3 separate regions of the Mus musculus genome follow, and all the other regions are linked to region 1. A link is a contact called in public HiChIP or PLAC-seq and promoter capture Hi-C data. All regions are on one chromosome and are shown on one strand. Each heading gives the region's core, a stretch centred on a gene start, on an enhancer-like site or on the middle of the called end of the contact. The rest is flanking DNA. Distances are from core to core; before and after follow the strand shown. Region 1 holds the start of Tcf7 (transcription factor 7, T cell specific). Region 2 overlaps Cdkl3 (cyclin-dependent kinase-like 3). Region 3 holds the start of Ppp2ca (protein phosphatase 2 (formerly 2A), catalytic subunit, alpha isoform).

The links. HiChIP or PLAC-seq counts read pairs in DNA pulled down with a chosen protein or histone mark. Capture Hi-C pulls out chosen DNA fragments and counts their contacts.
Region 2: a contact with region 1 is called in an H3K4me3 HiChIP or PLAC-seq map of the SCID.adh cell line, with 13 read pairs. The contact joins the enhancer-like site here to the promoter of Tcf7 in region 1. A contact is called at or near these places in 4 of 39 promoter capture datasets (the C10 cell line, erythroid cells, hippocampal neurons and 1 more), 2 of 15 datasets of contacts at CTCF or cohesin (the NIH/3T3 cell line and large pre-B cells), 1 of 484 Hi-C or Micro-C datasets (liver), 1 of 115 datasets of contacts at active chromatin or transcription factors (the SCID.adh cell line) and 3 of 9 other capture datasets (adipose tissue, liver and pancreatic islet).
Region 3: a promoter capture Hi-C map of adipose tissue shows a contact between it and region 1. The contact joins the promoter of Ppp2ca here to the promoter of Tcf7 in region 1. A contact is called at or near these places in 3 of 484 Hi-C or Micro-C datasets (the N1E-115 cell line, embryonic stem cells and muscle stem cells), 2 of 115 datasets of contacts at active chromatin or transcription factors (the SCID.adh cell line and trophoblast stem cells) and 3 of 9 other capture datasets (adipose tissue, liver and pancreatic islet).

Annotation. Positions count from the first base shown.
Region 1 is chr11:52,281,676-52,284,423 of GRCm38.p6, forward strand. Tcf7 (transcription factor 7, T cell specific) reads right to left here and starts at 1,339. Exons shown (of 11, transcript NM_001313981.1): 1 at 1,253-1,339; 2 at 1,037-1,103; 3 at 447-571. The coding sequence starts at 542.
Region 2 is chr11:52,045,266-52,048,013 of GRCm38.p6, forward strand. All of the region lies in intron 13 of Cdkl3 (cyclin-dependent kinase-like 3), which reads left to right. Among named protein-coding and RNA genes, the nearest start is that of Cdkl3, 42 kb to the left of the region's middle. Within about 2 kb of position 1,361, at least 126 of the 459 cell types and tissues checked have an H3K27ac peak or open chromatin away from gene starts, as enhancers often do. A contact at or near this core is called in the NIH/3T3 cell line, the SCID.adh cell line and adipose tissue, where this site is marked.
Region 3 is chr11:52,097,471-52,100,218 of GRCm38.p6, forward strand. Ppp2ca (protein phosphatase 2 (formerly 2A), catalytic subunit, alpha isoform) reads left to right here and starts at 1,354. Exons shown (of 7, transcript NM_019411.4): 1 at 1,354-1,680. The coding sequence starts at 1,579.

The DNA of each region.
Region 1 (2,748 bases), core at 89-2,588:
CGGCAAGGACTTATACACGGCAGTCAGGACACAGTGGAACTGGGCAACGGAAAAGATTAGGTCTCTTACCCAGTCTTCTCACACCCGAGTTCCCTCGCTTCTCTGAAGGAAAAAAAAAAAAGCTAACCACAGAGCTCTAGCTCAGAGCATGCACATCACGCTAGGGAATGGCATGGGCTCAGCTCAAAAACGTTTTCAACCCCACCGTGGGCCAACACAGGCACCTGCTTGAGCAAGTTGGGAAGACAAAGGTCAAAAGCAAGTGAGAAAGACTGGAGCCGGGGCGCTCCTTCAGAGATCTCCTTTTGGGTCAGACTCCTCTGGATGTTAACTGGGCAAGAGCATCTAGGAATTGGGCAGAGAAGTCCTTTTTTGTCCAAGCATCACCTGTGTGGTCAAGTAGGTAGCCAGCCCCATTACAGGGCCTGACTGCTTCGGTCACTTACCAGCGGGGGTTGAGGCTGCGGATGCTGCCCTGCTCCGGAGGCCGGTGGGTAGGGCATGAGCAGATTGAAGGCAGAGTAGACAGTCTCTTTGTACATGCCACTGGCACACTCCGGGGCCTTCAGGCCTGGAAAAACCACAGCTGGGTCAGACACCAGCCCAGCCAGCTGCTCCTAAGGACTGAAGGCTGTCTGCTCCGGAGGGGGGTTAAAAAAAAAAAAAAAACCCTGCCAAGGGGTCCCCTTCAAGTTCGTGACTTGACAGGGAACAGCGACCTCCGAACGGGTGGAAATATCCGCAAAGGCAAGTTTTTGAGGAAAGACCCCCGAGTCCAGACCTCCACTTCGCGACCGGGACTTGACTCCCTACCCCACCCTCCTGCTTGGGAACCTTAGCCAAGGCTTGCTCCTCAAGGCAAAGGATTAGTCAGTCACCTGGGCTGGAGGGGAGGCGGAGATGGCGGGGGTCTGTTTACTCCTATAAAGGTCAGGGCACCGGAAGTGACTCCAGCTCAGCGGCGCCCGGGAAACCCGCCCCCCACACCCCCACCCCCGGTTCTAGCGCCTTCTTCCCCAGCCGCGCAAAAACTCACCGTCCTCTAGGGACTCTGGAAGTTTGTCCGGGAAAAGTCTCTGCGAAGTGTGCTCCCGTCCCAGGGCCTGCAGAGCGAAGCAGAGGGGCCATGAGGAGCGGAGGGAACAGGAGGGGCTCCAGAGATGGGACCCACGAGGACCGTGGCGCGGGGGGGCGGGTCCGCACGCTACCAACTCGGGACGAGGTCCTCCGGGGAGGAGCGGGCCGGGCTCACCTCGGGCGCTCCCTCGGCTTCTCCATGTACTCGGACGCCGGGACCCGGGACCCCGGCGCCTGCGGCCGCGCCTTCGGACTCATTCACCAGTGAGGACTTGAGCTCTGCCAGGTCCCGCTCCGGGCCCACAGCGCTGTCGCGATTCTTATCGTCCTGTTCCTCGCCTTCGTCTTGGAAGGCCAGCAGCTCGTCGGGCGCGCCGAGGTCGTCGCCTGCGCCCGCGCCGCCCCCGCCCGAGTCCAGCTGCGGCATGGTGCGCTGCGCCCGCCGGGGCGCCGGGTGCGGGGCGCGGAGCCGGCCGGGAAGGCGGCGAGCCCAGGGTGCGGGGCTCCGAGCCCGGAGCGCGGCGGGCGGAGCGCACGCTGACTCCGCCTGAGCGGCCAGTGGGCGCGGGGCGAGGGCGCGGGGCACAGCAGCTTTGGGAGCCGGCGGGTCGGAACATCAAAGGCACCGCGGGCAGCGAGCCGGGGGCGGGGCGGGCGCCGGGGCGGGGCCGCGGTGGGAGGGGCTAACGTCCCAGGCCCCGCCCTCCCCTCCCTGGAGAGACCGGGACAGGCCCACTGGGAATAATCTTAAAGGGCTCGCTCTCCAGCTATTCTCTAACCTGAAATCCATTACTAAACTCTGGAACTCCATTTCCTTAACTATCATACAGCCACAACTTGCGTCCAAGTTGCGGAGAAGGTGGTTCCTTAGACCGGTGGAACCTGTGGATGACTTGGAACCTTGGTGTGAACAGCGTCCTTTGCTCAATCTGGAGGCTTCTTACGTCCCCGGGATACTAGATGGACCCTGACACACACACACACACACACACACACACACACACACACACAAACACCTGCCCTTTTGATCATCCCTGTGCCGATTAGGGACCTTATTCCAGACAGCCTGCTTACATAGACACAAGCATTAGCGCCTCACACATTTATTGAGCTCCTGCCTGTTGTTGCATGTGCAAATCAAACACTATAAATATATGACATGTGGTGGCTCGAGGCGAGGAAGGATCGTGGCCACTCACGTGGTTTCTCCAGCCCGCTATGACTTTTTCAACTAAGTTCGACGCTTAGAACCTGCTGTCCAGGAACTGAGACTTCCGGCGGCCACATGGGTCACGAAATTCTCTCTTGGGGTCTTTAGGCAGCTGCTCAGTCTGGGAAGTTGCATCCGGAGCCCATTGACTCAGACGCTAGTTAAGGCCGCGTCTTCAGTGGCATCTCCTTGGCACCCAGCATCGAATTCACCACGACCGATCACTGTTTCTGTAAGACACTAGGCCCTTTGGATAGCCATGCAGTAAACTGAAGGTCGCACACCTCCGCCTCAAGAACGTTTCGGTGTTGGAGTCAATGTAGACCTCTTCCACCTCTTGGGAAAGCAGTTGAAACAACAGTGGGTAATTTGTGAAGGAGGACACTGGCCGCCTCTCCGACTCCCGGCCCCACAGGACCCCTGGCAGCGGCGCAAAGCCGGCCGGAAGACAGCCGCACCGC
Region 2 (2,748 bases), core at 111-2,610, 240 kb before region 1:
CTAGAAATGAGAAGAGACTTTGTATTCAGAGGGTCTTTGTGTGTTTGTTTCGTTGGTTAATTTTGTTTTCAGAGTCTTGTGTAATGTAACCCAGGCTGACTTCAATCTTGTTGTGTAGCCCAGGCTGGCCTCTAACTCATTATCCCCCTACCTCACCGGAAGGTCTGAGCTACCATGAGTGTATGAATTTAGAATGTAAAAAAGACATGGTTGGAGAGATATTTTGGAGATTAAGAGCACTGACTGTTCTTTCAGAAGATCTGTGTTTGATTCCCAGAACCGACACGGTGTCTCACAACCATCTGTAACTCCAGTTTCAGGGGATCCAACACTCTCTCCTGTTCTTTGCCAGCACCAGGCATAGGCATGGTACAGAGGTAAAACACACATATTCATAAGAAATAAAATAACCCTAAAGATAAACATGTGTGTCTGCTGCTGCTCTTGGGAAGAAAGTCGGTGTAGAGACACAGTGGCCCTCTAGTGCTCCCCCTCTCACAGAGCCGTATTACTGCTGCAGTCATCCATTAAGACCATAGGCCAGAGGTTTGGTTTTCTTTTCCTTCTTTTTTTCCCCGAGTTTACAATGTTTTGGGTCTTTTCTTCAGAATTTTTGCACATTCATGGAGTTCTTGTTATTTTCTTGTTTCTTTGCTTGTTTTACAGAGTCTCCCCTAGCTGGCCTGAACCTCACTCTGTAGACTGAGATGCACGAGAACTCACAGAGTCCACCTGCCTGTGCCTCCAGAGTACTGGGACTAAAGGTGTGCACCACCACCCTGCTCATTGAGTCCTTAAGGTGATCTAAAAGCATACCTCTTACTTTGGGCATCTCCAGACTTTTCAGTGGTTGTCACTTTTAAAATGAGAGTTCTTTTTTTGAGGAGACTTTCAAATGCAAGATCACTAGGCTGCCACTGTGGCCTTGGAAGAAGTATGAGCCAGGGATGGGTCACATAACTTCTCAGCAGGCAGCCTCTGCTAACCGGATTGCTGCCACTGAGTCTGGCCACCATCTCTTTCCTTCAAGCATGCTGTGCACTGCAGATGAATCAGTAATCGGGGTCTGGGTTTTGAAATCTGCCTTGTAGATATTCATAGGATGAGGCAGAAGTCCTGGCTACAGTCCTTTGCCCTCAGTTGTCACAAACAGAAAAGGTGATAATTGGTAGCGCACGAGTATAACTGTGGGACCCACTTCCTTTCAAAAGGAGACAGAGGATGTGGTAGAGAGGAGAAGGCATGCCCTACTGCATTAATTAGTAAAGTGAAATTTGGCCTGTTAACTAACTAGGCCTGGCTCCTGATTCAGCAGTCCTGAAAGCCTGCTCTGGCTGGGCTCCACCCATCTCCTAAATCAGTCAGCTCTGTGGCTTTCTTCAGTCTCCCCCCCTCCCTTTGTGACCTTTGTGTAAGGTTTGACACTGTGAATCACCGTCCCTTTCTGGAACCACTCTCATCTTTTTTTTTGTCACATGTCTTCTTTCTTTTCTCACCTCCAAGTGCCCCTCTGCTCCTCTGCTAAATCACCTTCCCACCTGCTTCCCTGTCCGCATCCTGGAGCACAGGGTTTCAGTTCTTTGTTCTTCCTGTTCCCATGCAAGCAGCTTAGCATGGTCCCCACATCCCAGATGACCTCCTGAGAGCAGACATACAGGTCTAAACAGGACGGCTTTATCCTAACCATGGTTTCCCTCCAGCTCTTCCTGTTTTTAAAAGTGAAACTGATGTGGATCCCTTGTGTGTAATAAAGGGCCTGTCTCAGTTTAGTCAGCTTAACCCCGGAGCTTGGATGCTGGGCAAGCACTGGTCACCAAAGAGGCCCCCATTTCTGTCTTCTGGGTGTTTTGTGTTGTACCCAAGAATAATAAGGAAAGCAAACAAGAATGAACAGAGTGAACATAGAATTATTAAGGAAAACGAGACTGACTCCTGGGAATGGGTGGGGAGCAGCCCAAGGAGGATCGCTGCTGTGGGCAGGTAGTGTGGCAGGACCTGGGTGAAGACTTAGGGAATCTTTCTTGAGACTGTTTTTGCCTGGTCATTTGTATCATGGGTGTACCTGTGAGAAGTCTATACCCGCTGTGCGTGCTCCCTCTCCCCCTGTGCGTGTTCCCTCTGGTCAGACAGAGAGGTGATCATTTGCTGCTTGTCCAGTCAGGGGACTGGCTGTGAGAGGTGATCAGGTTGTCTCCAAACTGCTTGACTAGCTCAGGGTCCACAGTGGCCCCGCCTTTGAAGACACCTCTCATCTCAGTCCCATGGTTCTCCCAGCTGGAAACTTGGCATGGAGTTGATACTTTTCAGTCTCCGAGTATTGTGTCTGATAACCGTTTAAAAAGCAGGCCTACTTAATTTATTCTTGCTATAACATTCTGGTTCTTGAAAATGATACTAAGCTTTTCACATTTAAGAATGTATAGCCCTCCTAGTCTTCTTTTTCCCTTCCAGATCTCATTTTTAATGTTTTTAACTGTTTCACATCCTGTTTTGTGACACAAGATACCTCTTAATTTATGTTTGTTCTCAACCAAACCAGCCTTGAATTGCCTTCTGTTAAATGTTGTTTATGTGAGATAACCATCTACATGATCATGATCAGTTATTGTATTAGTCAGAGGTCCGCAGATAAGCAGAACAAATAGGATGATAGGATGATCCAAGAGTAGGCTTATGAGGTTCACTAACATCGTCAGAGGCTGATGGGTGCACTGAGGCCATCTGCACACTAGAGAGCCAAGGTGGCTC
Region 3 (2,748 bases), core at 104-2,603, 180 kb before region 1:
AGTAGATCTCAGGTACTTTCTTCGGGAACTCTAGTGGGAGGTACCCACTAGAGAAAGCAGAATTGGTCAAGCCAGTTCCCCTGGCCAAGCAGGTTGTCCTTGATAAAGGAGGATTTTCATCCCTGCCATTTGTGGATGGGGCCACTGAGGTCCTCTTGTAGCTTGTGGGTCAGGGTGTCTTCTGATGCTCTGAGCTGTGTCTTCTCCGGTGTGTGACAGGCTTGACTGTTCCCCACAGTATAGCTAGGTCAGCTCTTGCCTTGACCTTCATGGATAACCATCCTTTGGCTTCTCTCCCAGACTCTGGAGGGGAGCAGTGTATGACTTCCATCCATTCCATTCATTTCCAGCCAGGAACATTCAAGCTCCACCAGGGCAGTAGCCCCTTTCTGTCTGCATGACCCCTTTGTCCCCTAAGCATGGGATCTGGTCAACAGTTGATGCTCTGTAGAGCCAAGTATCTCTGTGAATGCAGACAGTGCAATGTGAACACGTTTCACAAGCCTCAGAAGAGATTTATAACCAGGTCGAAGGCTGATCCTTAAGAATATCAGCTTCCTTTACAGAACACACGGTAGCTGCTTCTACCAGTACCAGAACACAGCCCTGGCTTGTTCCTCTAGAATGTAGGACAAGATTATTTCCAGTGGGCACAGGTCTCGGAGAAAAGTGCACACCAGAGGTGTTGAAGGCCACAGGAGAGGAAGCAAGGCTTAGGAAGAGGCCAGGATCGAAGGCCCACTTCGGCCCCGCCTTCGTGCAGGGACAGGTGTGTGCTGGGGGTGTAAGGTGCGCGGGCGACACATCCCAGCAGGTACACCTTCCTTCGCCCACGAATGACCTAATTATAGGAGCCTGCAACGGCCAGAGGTGGGGAAGGTCACTCCAGGCAACCTGCCACTAGGCTTGTCCCCAAAGGTGTGTGACTCCCTTGTGGTTCCCAGGGCTGCTGGACTAAGCGCCTTAGGGTTGCCTTTAGTCATCAGGCTGGCAGAGCCCAGACCACATCTGAGAGGTATCACCCAGAGGCCTTCCAGAAACACCAGGTCACAAGGAATAAAAACCTCGCCTACACGGACTGCTCATGCGCCGAGACCGCGCAGGCGCCCTGCGGAGCCTGGGACGCCAGGATTAACCAGCACTGCGCTTGCTCGGACTCGCTTCTTCCCTTCCCCCGCCGCCCTCCCAGCGGGAGGACCACGCCCCAAGAGCGAAGCCACTTCCTTCGGCAGCCAACTCCGCTGCGCTTGCGCCCCGGCTCCACGGTGCGCAGCTCTGGGTCCCGGCCCCACTCCGTCGCCCTCCCCGCGGCTCCCTGACGCTGGCGTGACGTCACCACGCCGGGCGGCCGCCATTACAGAAAGCCGAGTCCCGAGCTAGGGCGAGCGGAGGAGGAGGCACAGCGGCCGGCGGCCGAGCACTGCGGAGCGAGCCAGCGGGCCGGCGCCAGCGCCCAGCAGCCGCCTGGGGCCGCAGAAAGCACCCCGGGAGAGCGGCGGCGGCGTGTGCGTGTGGCCCGGGTGCGGGCGGCGGCGCGGGAGCAGCGCGGAGCGGCAGCCGGTTCGGGCGGGCGGCATCATGGACGAGAAGTTGTTCACCAAGGAGCTGGACCAGTGGATCGAGCAGCTGAACGAGTGCAAGCAGCTCTCCGAGTCCCAGGTCAAGAGCCTCTGCGAGAAGGTGAGCTGCTCTCGGCCGCGGGTGCGGCCTCTGCCCGGGCCCGCCTATCAGGAGGCCGCGGGGACGGTGCAACATGGCGGCACGGAGGCCAGACCCCCGAACCTAGCAGCCCGGCGCCCGGCGCTGCCTGCGGCGACTCGCGAGGGACCCGGCGCCCCCCGCCTCCCGCGCGCTGATTGGATGGCGCCGCCACCGCGGCCTAAAATGGCGCCGCGCGCCGGACTCCGGGCTTCGGAGCCTCCGGGCCGAACCCGGCCCGACCCTGGGAAGTGGGGCGGCCGGGACCCTCGGTGGCCCGGCGAGGGACTGGCTGGGCTTTGCGCCCGGGAACGGGTTCCGGACTCATGGAGTCAAAGCATTGCGCTTGCACTCGGGCTTGCTTCGTGGAGCGGGCGCTGCCCACAGGGTCCCCCACAGCAGGGCTTGTAGGCCAGACCCCAGCGCCTATGGAAAGGTCACCTCGCTTTCCTGTCGGTCTCCACGCCTCGGCTTCCCCGGAGCCCTGTTTAAAGTGTGTGTTTAACGATTATGAAGGGAGTCGCTAACCCAGTTCCTACGAAGGTCATAGTGGTAGTTTGAAGGGAGGAATATAAAGTTTTCTTAGTTGGACAAATGGAGGATTTGGTGAGTCATACTACAACGAAGAGCTTTGGGATTGGAAATACAGTGTCACATTAATTTATGATGTATATGCTGACTCAAATTGGGTAGTGTGAAACCCTTCTGTGTGTAACGTACTTGGCGTGGAGCCATTTATTTTTGAATGAGCAACATAAACGGGAAGAGAGTCAAATTTTTTATCCTCTCTGGTTGCAAAAGTTTCTTGGATTGTATTTTTGTGGCTACAATCAGCAGTAGAAATCCCCGTGTTGACCGATTTCTCTATTTCAGACATGGAACTGAGTCCACTCCTTGAAGTGATAACTCGGTATCTCAGGTTATCTCATTCCATTGGTTTTCTCCAAGAATTGGGGAAGCAAGTTGTTCATGTTGTATTCTTGAAGTCTTAATTAATGCAATTTTCTATTAGAAAAATGTGTCTCCACTTCATTTTAGCTTTTCTTTTCA